Regions from separate parts of the Mus musculus genome. Here region 1 is linked to region 2. The links are chromatin contacts, called in public Hi-C maps. All regions are on one chromosome and are shown on one strand. The core of a region is the stretch at or near the end of the contact, and the rest is flanking DNA. Distances in the headings are between cores, read along the strand shown.

Evidence for each region. A called contact is a pair of places that touch in the nucleus more often than the background predicts.
Region 1: a contact with region 2 is called in a Hi-C map of neural progenitor cells, with 2.3 times the contacts expected there. The contact joins two enhancer-like sites. A contact is called at or near these places in 1 of 39 promoter capture datasets (stem cell-derived epiblast-like cells), 9 of 484 Hi-C or Micro-C datasets (cerebellum, embryonic fibroblasts, embryonic stem cells and 4 more), 2 of 115 datasets of contacts at active chromatin or transcription factors (both in embryonic stem cells) and 1 of 9 other capture datasets (embryonic stem cells).

What each region holds. Positions count from the first base shown.
Region 1 is chrX:52,367,243-52,371,717 of GRCm38.p6, forward strand. The region is part of intron 5 of Gpc3 (glypican 3); the gene reads right to left. Among named protein-coding and RNA genes, the nearest start is that of Mir6384, 8.7 kb to the right of the region's middle. Within about 2 kb of position 2,834, at least 20 of the 459 cell types and tissues checked have an H3K27ac peak or open chromatin away from gene starts, as enhancers often do. A contact at or near this core is called in neural progenitor cells, where this site is marked.
Region 2 is chrX:52,286,122-52,290,039 of GRCm38.p6, forward strand. All of the region lies in intron 7 of Gpc3 (glypican 3), which reads right to left. Among named protein-coding and RNA genes, the nearest start is that of Mir6384, 90 kb to the right of the region's middle. Within about 2 kb of position 2,035, at least 6 of the 459 cell types and tissues checked have an H3K27ac peak or open chromatin away from gene starts, as enhancers often do. A contact at or near this core is called in neural progenitor cells, where this site is marked.

The DNA.
Region 1 (4,475 bases), core at 1,584-4,083, 82 kb after region 2:
AGATCCCTCCATGGACTTGTCCATACCAAAGCTCGCCAAGCACATTTTTGTGCCTTCCTACAAAACAAACATTTTCCTGAAGCTCATTATCCTCACCAGAATTGGAGAAAGACATGGAAGCTTAGCAATTTGGTCCTGGACTCCCATTCTAAAGCTATTATGAATATTAAATCTAATGAACCTCATAGCTGATCCCTTGGTGATTCTCTTGTAGGAGGGTTCTCTGCCTCTCCTCTAGTTCTCCTTTCTTTTCTCATCTCTCATTTTCTAGTCATGAATTAGAACTAAACATGGCCAGCTCAACACTGCTCCACAATCCCATGGTGACTCAATTAAAAAAAAAAAGGCAGCGCACCTAAAAGCTCCCTCTTCTCTTTTATTTTGTTCTGACAGTTGAAACAGCGTTCACTGTTGCACTGTATCACGTGCTATTTAAATCCTCCAGGAGCTCGAGTAAATGAAGCATGGTTTCTGGTTACAGAAGTGTTGGGAAGGGCTGGCTTGTGGTTTAGACATAAAGCTCTCCTTTATCTCATTTCTGTACAAAGCACTAGGCAAATGTACTCATCCAACTGTTGCTCATGGTTGCTAAAATTCAGTGACGCTATTTAAATACTCTGTTTTTATACTCTCCTGTAGGTACTCGGTACACTCTTCTGCCTCACATCTTTTCCTGTATCTTATCTCTCTATCCTTTCTTTCTACCTTAGCTTGGGAAAAAAAAAAAACACTGAACCAGATTTTAAAAGTAATGACTGTCATAATGGAATATGAAGCATACATTAAAAGAGCATAGTAGATCTGTATGCACTGATAGAGAAGAAAGGCCAAGATACATTAAAACAACAAAGACCTCACAAGTTGAGAATGTCCAGTGTGGGTCTATTTGTGATAAAAATGGGTTTGTACAGACATTATAATAGGCTTTTTCCACCTGTCTACAGCTTCCCCTTCTATAGAATCACTGGCTGGCACACAGCAATAGCAATAGACTGACAACATTAAGTGAAAAACTACAGAAATCATTAATTCATAAGTTTTAAATTGAGTTTTGTTTTAAGTATGATAAAACCTATACCATCCACTCATTCATGCCTAGGATATAAATTATTTCTGTGTTCAACAAGTCTAAGTTGTCAGATTGACTTCAGAGTGATGGAGAGATCATAAAACTTTTACTGTAATACACAGCTAGAATTGTTTTATGATATGATTATTAATCTGTTCATGTCTAATTTCTAAACTAAACTTTGTAATAGTTGTCTGTTCGTTTTCTTTTCAGTGCTGGGCCTCAGGCATATCAGGCAAGGGTTCTCCCACTGACCAACATTTCCTTTCTTTCCCTCATCCTATCAAAGATCAAAGTTAGGACCTTCTGCCTGCTAAGCATGAGGTCAAACCTATATTGCCAATCTTCTCCTCCTAATTGTGTTTCCAAACTGTGTTTGATTGAATCCTTGGACATAGAGAGATGACTATTCATGTGGGGTTCAGTACTATCATTCTTTTAAGGAACCAACCAGGGGTCCTAGGATCCATCTTTTACAAAAGGAGAACACCTGTACTCTCATGTGTTATAAAACTGCTCAAATATGTACAGAAAACAAGAAAGTAGTGGCAGCTGTTACTTTCAATAAGTGCTGGGCAAGACTTGCTTATGTATTTTACAACTTGATTTATCTTCTGTATTTTATACCATGGATTTTTGTTTCTCTGTGTGGTGCTGACAACTGAACCTAGGGCCTTGCTCATACTGGAGAAGTCCTTTGCTATTGTGTCACATCCTCAGTCCCTCCTGTGAGCTTTCTAAACCTATGTAACTATTAGATTTAAAAAAAAAATAAATGGAATTGCACATCACAGTTAACTTCAGTTTTTTTCAGCGTTTGTAACCATGATTGACAAAATTTGAATGTATTTATCATGTACACTGTGATGCTCAGATATGTGTATATCTAGTGAACGATTTCTAAAGCCAGTTTAATCTATCCATTACTTCACTCCATCATTTCTTTTGTTCAATAACTTAAAAAAAATTGACTGTGTTTACTTTAAGCACATGTGCCTCCCTGCAATAGCAAAGGGACACAGATGGTGTGTTCTCAGGGTATTTCATGGGACATGTGTACTCTGAGGGTCAAAGCCCAAAGGGAATCAGCTAGGGATGTCTCTGGAGTTTGCAGTTAATGAATTCATTCAGCATTTCACTTCCATGGGTCTCCGCAGTGCTGCTGATGCCTGCAGTTCATGATAGTCTTTGAATGAGGTTGAGCCATCATAGCCCCAATTCATCTGCCCCACTCAATTCTTAGGGGATGCCAGAGACAGGAACACTCATTAGCCTCGGGGGATTTTCATGGTGCGTTATCTGGTTAGCAATACTTTTCTGTGGCTTGATTAATTGTCCTCCTCCTTTCACAACTGCCTCTTCCCAGAAGTTTTAATATGCTTCTGGCAATAAAAGAATAGAAATGCCCACCTCCACCGAAACAGGGTGCTTTCTTGGCTGTATATATTTAGCATGATGTTAGAGGTGTTACCTTTAAGCACTTCGTGCAGTATCCCCCCCCCCTCCTGTTTGGATCTATTCAGCACAAAAATGACTGCCGTGATACTAAGAAAACCCTATTTGTGCACTGAAAAGGAGAATGTTTCTCCCTTTCAGGCAGATTGGTTAAGGCCTGGAGGGGAAGGGGGGGGGGGAGGAAACCTGTGTAAAAGCCTTAAAGAGAAAAGGAACCTAATTAAAACAGGACATCTGGGCATGCTTGTCCTGGGACAGTTGAAGCAAAGAGAGCACTTGTAAAAGAGGAATAGAGTCAAACAAGCGTAAAATGGGCGAGCTTTTCTTCCTAAATCTGCACTGGCTGAGGCAATCAGCAGATGCAAATGGAGAACGCTGGAGATGGAAGTGCCTTCACAGACCAGCGGGTCCAACCCCCTTGCCATGTACGTGAAGAAACAGACTCAGCAAGGGACTTTTCAAACCGCGAATACTACAAGTTTCATACTCAGAATAAAACTCTTTTCTTTAGAGGTCCCTCAAACATATCCCGTGCATTCCTAACCCTGCTGGTTCTGATTTAGGGCAAGGGGCTTGCTAGAGACTTCACTTTCCTTCTTGCCCTAGGCATTAGAATGGTGGTAAGGGTTTGTGAACAAATCTCAGAAGGACTGACTCCTGGCTAAAAGGATTTGATTTCACAAAAGTTTACATTCAATTGCTGCCTGATTGTGGCTGGGAGAAAAAAGAAAAAGAAAAAAGAAAAAGAGAAAGAAAAAATAAAAGAAAAAGAAAAAGCAAGCAAGGAAAAAAAAAAAAGCTATAGATCATGCATGCTCAGAGCACCATCTTATGGAGAAACTGTGGCATGACAATAAATGGTCTGTCATCCTTGAAAAATATTCTGGCTTACAAGCACTAGGGGAAAATGGTAAAATTTAAAGAGAACAAATAGCTTAAAAAAAAAAAAACCTAGAACACAGAGTAGCAAAAAGCAACTTATTAAGAGGCTTTAAGAAAAAACTGTTTTCTGTTGGAGATGCAGCCTTAATTGCATAAATACACAAAAATAAAAGTAAAGATGAAGTTAGCTGAGATTTTAAATGTGTTTAATAAAGAAAGTGACAATTTTTCCTAGTGATTTGTGGACATTTTTTTATTTATGTTTAGGTAATAGTTTTTACCCCTGGTTACCCTGGGACTTGCAGTATGTACATTAAGCTGGCCCTATACTGATTGCAAGCATTAAACCTAGATTTTGGTGGATATAGTCAAAGAGAAATATTTCATCACTTTCATTTTTTTCTAACTGCAACACAACAGTTATAAACAACGTCAGGGCAAATTTTCAATGCTAACAGCACACTCATCCACGATATTCCAAGAAATACCTGTGTTTTCACACAATTGCCTTTCAGAAATTACAGAGATTTTAGTAGCAAGAAAGAAAATGCTGTGGAAGGAATCAGAAGAATGCAAAGCCATTTACATCTCATTTTAGAAGACATTAACATGGTAGGAGAGTAAGTGAGTGTCAATTCATTTCTATCCTTGTTTTAAACCTCACTTGAGAAAGGGCTAAAAGATTACTCTTGGAATATCAATGACTTAAATCCAGAGATGCAGTGAATAGTTTCTAGCCGGTGAAGAAATTGATATTATCCATTAGAGTCTGTGGCTGGGAGAAGCAGTTGGCTCAGCAGAGAGGGGATGATAGAGACAGGGACAGCACCACCTGTACCTCAGTCTAGCCATCAAAGGATCCAGGACAGTGACAAGGAAACCTACCTCCCAAGTGCTAGGATTACAGGCAAGCACTATACATCCCTCCCCCTATATAACATGTTTACAAAAGGGCCAAGTCATGTGGTAGAAAGAAAATTGGGCTTATATTCAAAGATATAGATTCAAATATTGGTTTGAGCTGGGCTTGGGGATATAGGCCTGAAATCTTTGGTACTCTAAAGGCTGA
Region 2 (3,918 bases), core at 785-3,284:
TTGAAAATATCTGGTAGAGAAGAGCATTCATTCAATTCATTAACATGATAGAAAATGGGTCTTCTGAGGAAGTGCTAAAGAAAAATGTATTTGTCTAGTGACTTCTGATTTTCTTCCCAAAGTGGTGACAATGTGGTCCCGAGACCTTTAGGGCATTTTTGGTGATGAGGATTTAAAGCTGGTACTCAGTTTGCTGCTCAGCCTGAAAACCCACAATGCACAAACAGCAAGCAATGTGCAAGGAGAAAACTGAAATGAGCACACTGTAATTAGGTATGCAATGCCACCAGAAAAAGCAATTTGCCAAAGGGATTGCCGAGATTAAAGATGCAGGACCCTTAAATAAAGATTGTTCTCTTCAATCGATTTGTCCCAATCGGCTCTCCCTAGGCCATGGAGAATTCCAGTCATACCACAATATCTGGTTGTCTTTTTAATTTCTCCACCAAGAGATTAGAGGAAGTAAATGGAGCCCCTCTAGTCACTATAATTTCCTCACAAATGCAAGAAGTATTAACAGAGGGCTATAGAGACAGATTACAGTTTAGGTCACCCAATGGAGAAATCTGAAGCCCCCTTTTGACTAACAACAAGGTAAGTAATCCAAGTTTTTTCCCTTATTATTAAGACTAACACCAAGTTTAAGAGGCCCCCTTTTCTACTTTAGCTTTTTTTTTGGGGGGGGGGTTATCTTTTTCCTGCCCCAGGCAGGCAGGCAGGCAGGCAGGCAGGCAGGCAGCAAGAAGGTTCAGAGCCCTCACAACAGACAGGTGGAATTCTTCACCTACCAATCTTTCTCTGCCGTCTTTACCGTCCTGCTTTTTCTCCTTGTCCGCACAGTTTCTCTCCCTAAACCCATTTCCAACTCAGAGCACTTCTGTTTCTCAGGGAGAACAGTGATGCGAATACATAGAGTGCAGATGAACTACATTCCTGTTACCATTGCCTGAGTCCATATAAACATGTGCTTACATGTGTGATCATTAACCATGTCTTCAAATGGATAAATAGGGTAGCAGCCATAGATGAACAGAAGGGTGTATTTTAAGTCTATTAAATTAATTCACTAAACATTTCTTGAGAGGTAGGAACACTTAGTAATGTACTAGGAACCAGACAGACAGGCCTTGAGGACACTAGATAACTCATAGAGTCTATTCTCAAGAGCTCTCTATGTACCAGGAGTCAGAAATGCATACAGTTGATTCCCCCCCCCCACACCGCTTATGTAGCCCAGGCTGCCCTTGAGCAGGTGTGAGATGAGGCGGCAGTGAGCAGGCATGATTTTCATTTGCTGGGCATGGTGCCAAGTGCTATGGCAGAAGAAAACTCAAGTCTTGGCCTCCTGGAATTCTCTCTTATGAGGCAGATGATTTGAGTCCCAAAAATAACTTGTCCTCTGAGTTAGAATGTGTTAAGTGCCACAAGAGAGGCACGAGCAAAGAGCCCGGGGAATCTGAGTGGGAGCAGAGCATGCAGAGGGTCTAAGAAGAAACCCTGGGGAGACTAGCCAATTCCCTTACCGCTCTGCTTGTAAGAATTCATCTCACTTCTCAAGTAACAATGGCACAGGGTATGGAAATATTGGTAAACCTTAACAAGCATACAGTTCATTTTTTGGCCCTAGTGCTTTGAAAGAGTGTCTCTGGATATATGCCCCAGGCTGTACTGATCCTCCTGCCTCAACTTCCCCAGCGTTGGGATTAACAAATGTTCACCACCATACCCAGCAAGATGTTACTTATATGGTCTAACTGAATATTTCTTGTGAAATATTTTTGTCCCCAAGGCCATTCATATATTCACATGTTTCTCTCCCCTCTTTTACATCCACCCCCTTTTTTCCTAGTTTCCTCTGTTTTTATACTTTATTGGCTAATAAAGCATTCCGACAAAGCTCTCGTGCTTTGGTCTTCATCACTGCATGACTAAAAACAAAGCTAAGTCAACAACCTTGGGCTGGATGTGCAGAAGGCCTGGGTTGCCAGGGTGCCTTGGCATCCAAGGCTTCTGCTATCGCTGCACTTGGGACTACTTCCAAGGTCTGTTTGGCTTGCTGGTGTCTGGTGTTTGGTATATCCGGCTACAAGCACAGTAGGGTACAGCTCTTCTTCAGATGAAACCTTAAACCCTTTCAAACACTCGGCCACTGTCCTACTTTCTTCACTTGTGAGGCTCTGAAGATTACCCTCTGTACATTTGGCCAGCACACACAATGACGGTTAGTTGAGAGTTTTTTTTTTTTTACCATTTTTGTCTATCTGTTTCCTTGCACATTTTATAAAATGAAGATCAAATATGCTCCCATTATGAAAAAAATTCCAATCACTCTACATTATGAACATACATGAAAACATCACAATGTATCTCGTAAACATATGCATTATCTGTTAATTAAAGTTAAAATGAAAAGAAAGCCTTGGAAGGTTTTCTTTGCTTTTCCCAATTATTGAAAGGAACACAATTAAGGAGCCAGACAGAAATCATCAAAGGGGTCAGATGCAAGGAGCTGACAGAGTGACAAATGTTGCCTGTCTTGTAGACTCATTCCTGGTTAGAAAAAGACTGCTTAGATTGCTTTCTAAAGAGTTTCTGACTAAGGTTTCCTTGTGCTGGTTATAGTCCCCCCTCTTGATCACGTGTCTTAAAATACCACCTCACCTTAGCTGAGAAATGGTGCAGAGGTGATGGGCTGCTTTCAAGGACGAGTCCCCCCATCCCCTCCCCCTTAAAGAGAGACTATCAGCTTGAATTACTGAAATTAGCAAGGCTAATGCAATGTCACTATTCAAAACCTTGCCAATTTGGAATTTCTTAATGGCCTCAGGAGAGGGAGTCTTTATACATCCTACAATCTCTCTTCATTCTTACCTAAATTCCTTCTCCTGGATGTTGTGAATGGCCTGTTTTGTAGCCAACACAAACTTTGTCCTGGTAATATAATGTAAGGAACTCAGAATGAAAAGAGATTAGCTGTTCCTGGCTCCTGTTATTTTAAAGCAGAAATAACTTTGGCTTCTACTGATTGATAGACAAAGCTTGAAATGCAAAGCATGCTCAAGTCTAGATTCAGCATGAAAAGGACCTTAAAATACGCCCAAGTGCAAGTAATGGACTTATTCAAGGGAAGAAAAGAGGCACTTTTCACACTCCTAAGCTCTTTAGTGCTGTCATATCAGGAATCTTGCTTAAGAATTTCATCCTATTTACTTTGCATCTCCCTTTAAATATCCTCAGGACTCATAGGGCTTCCAATATTGAGGCTCTTAAGACATTAATTTCTTTATGTTAATTATGAGTGATAAAACTTGGAGCACTTGCAGTGATTTCAATAGGAATTAAAAACCAGCTCTGTAGTTTTCATTGAACCTTTGCTAACTTATCAGGGCAGATATGTTAGAAGCCAAGCTTCCAGTATCTTCTTTGGGCCATTTTTGGCACAGTGCCAGAACAATTGCATTTTTTCCACCCCCCCCTTGAGGACATTAGTTTATATTTGATGACAAAAGCATGAACTGTACCATTTGGGTGATTATGAAAATATTTATTAAATCAAAATGACATGGAAGGATTTCAAGTCACAGCACATGAAGCACACAGTTCTAAAACATGTGGATGCGTACACATAGAGGCTTTCTGTTTCAACTTTAAGAGGAATAAAAAGATGAAAACAGTGCCTTCAAAATGTTTGAGGAGCTTGGAATATTTATGTGGACTATAAAAGGCGAAGGAGTCACGAGTATTTTTCCAAGCAACATTAAAGTAAGGAGAAGGACTGGCCCCATTCTCCTTAGAGGTACTAAGTTCTCCTACTTAGTTTTGCCAAGATTAAGAATGGAAACCTGGGTGTGGTGCTGTATGTCTCTAACCCCAGTATGAAGTAAATGTACTTAAGAATATCAGGTCAAGGCCAGCCTC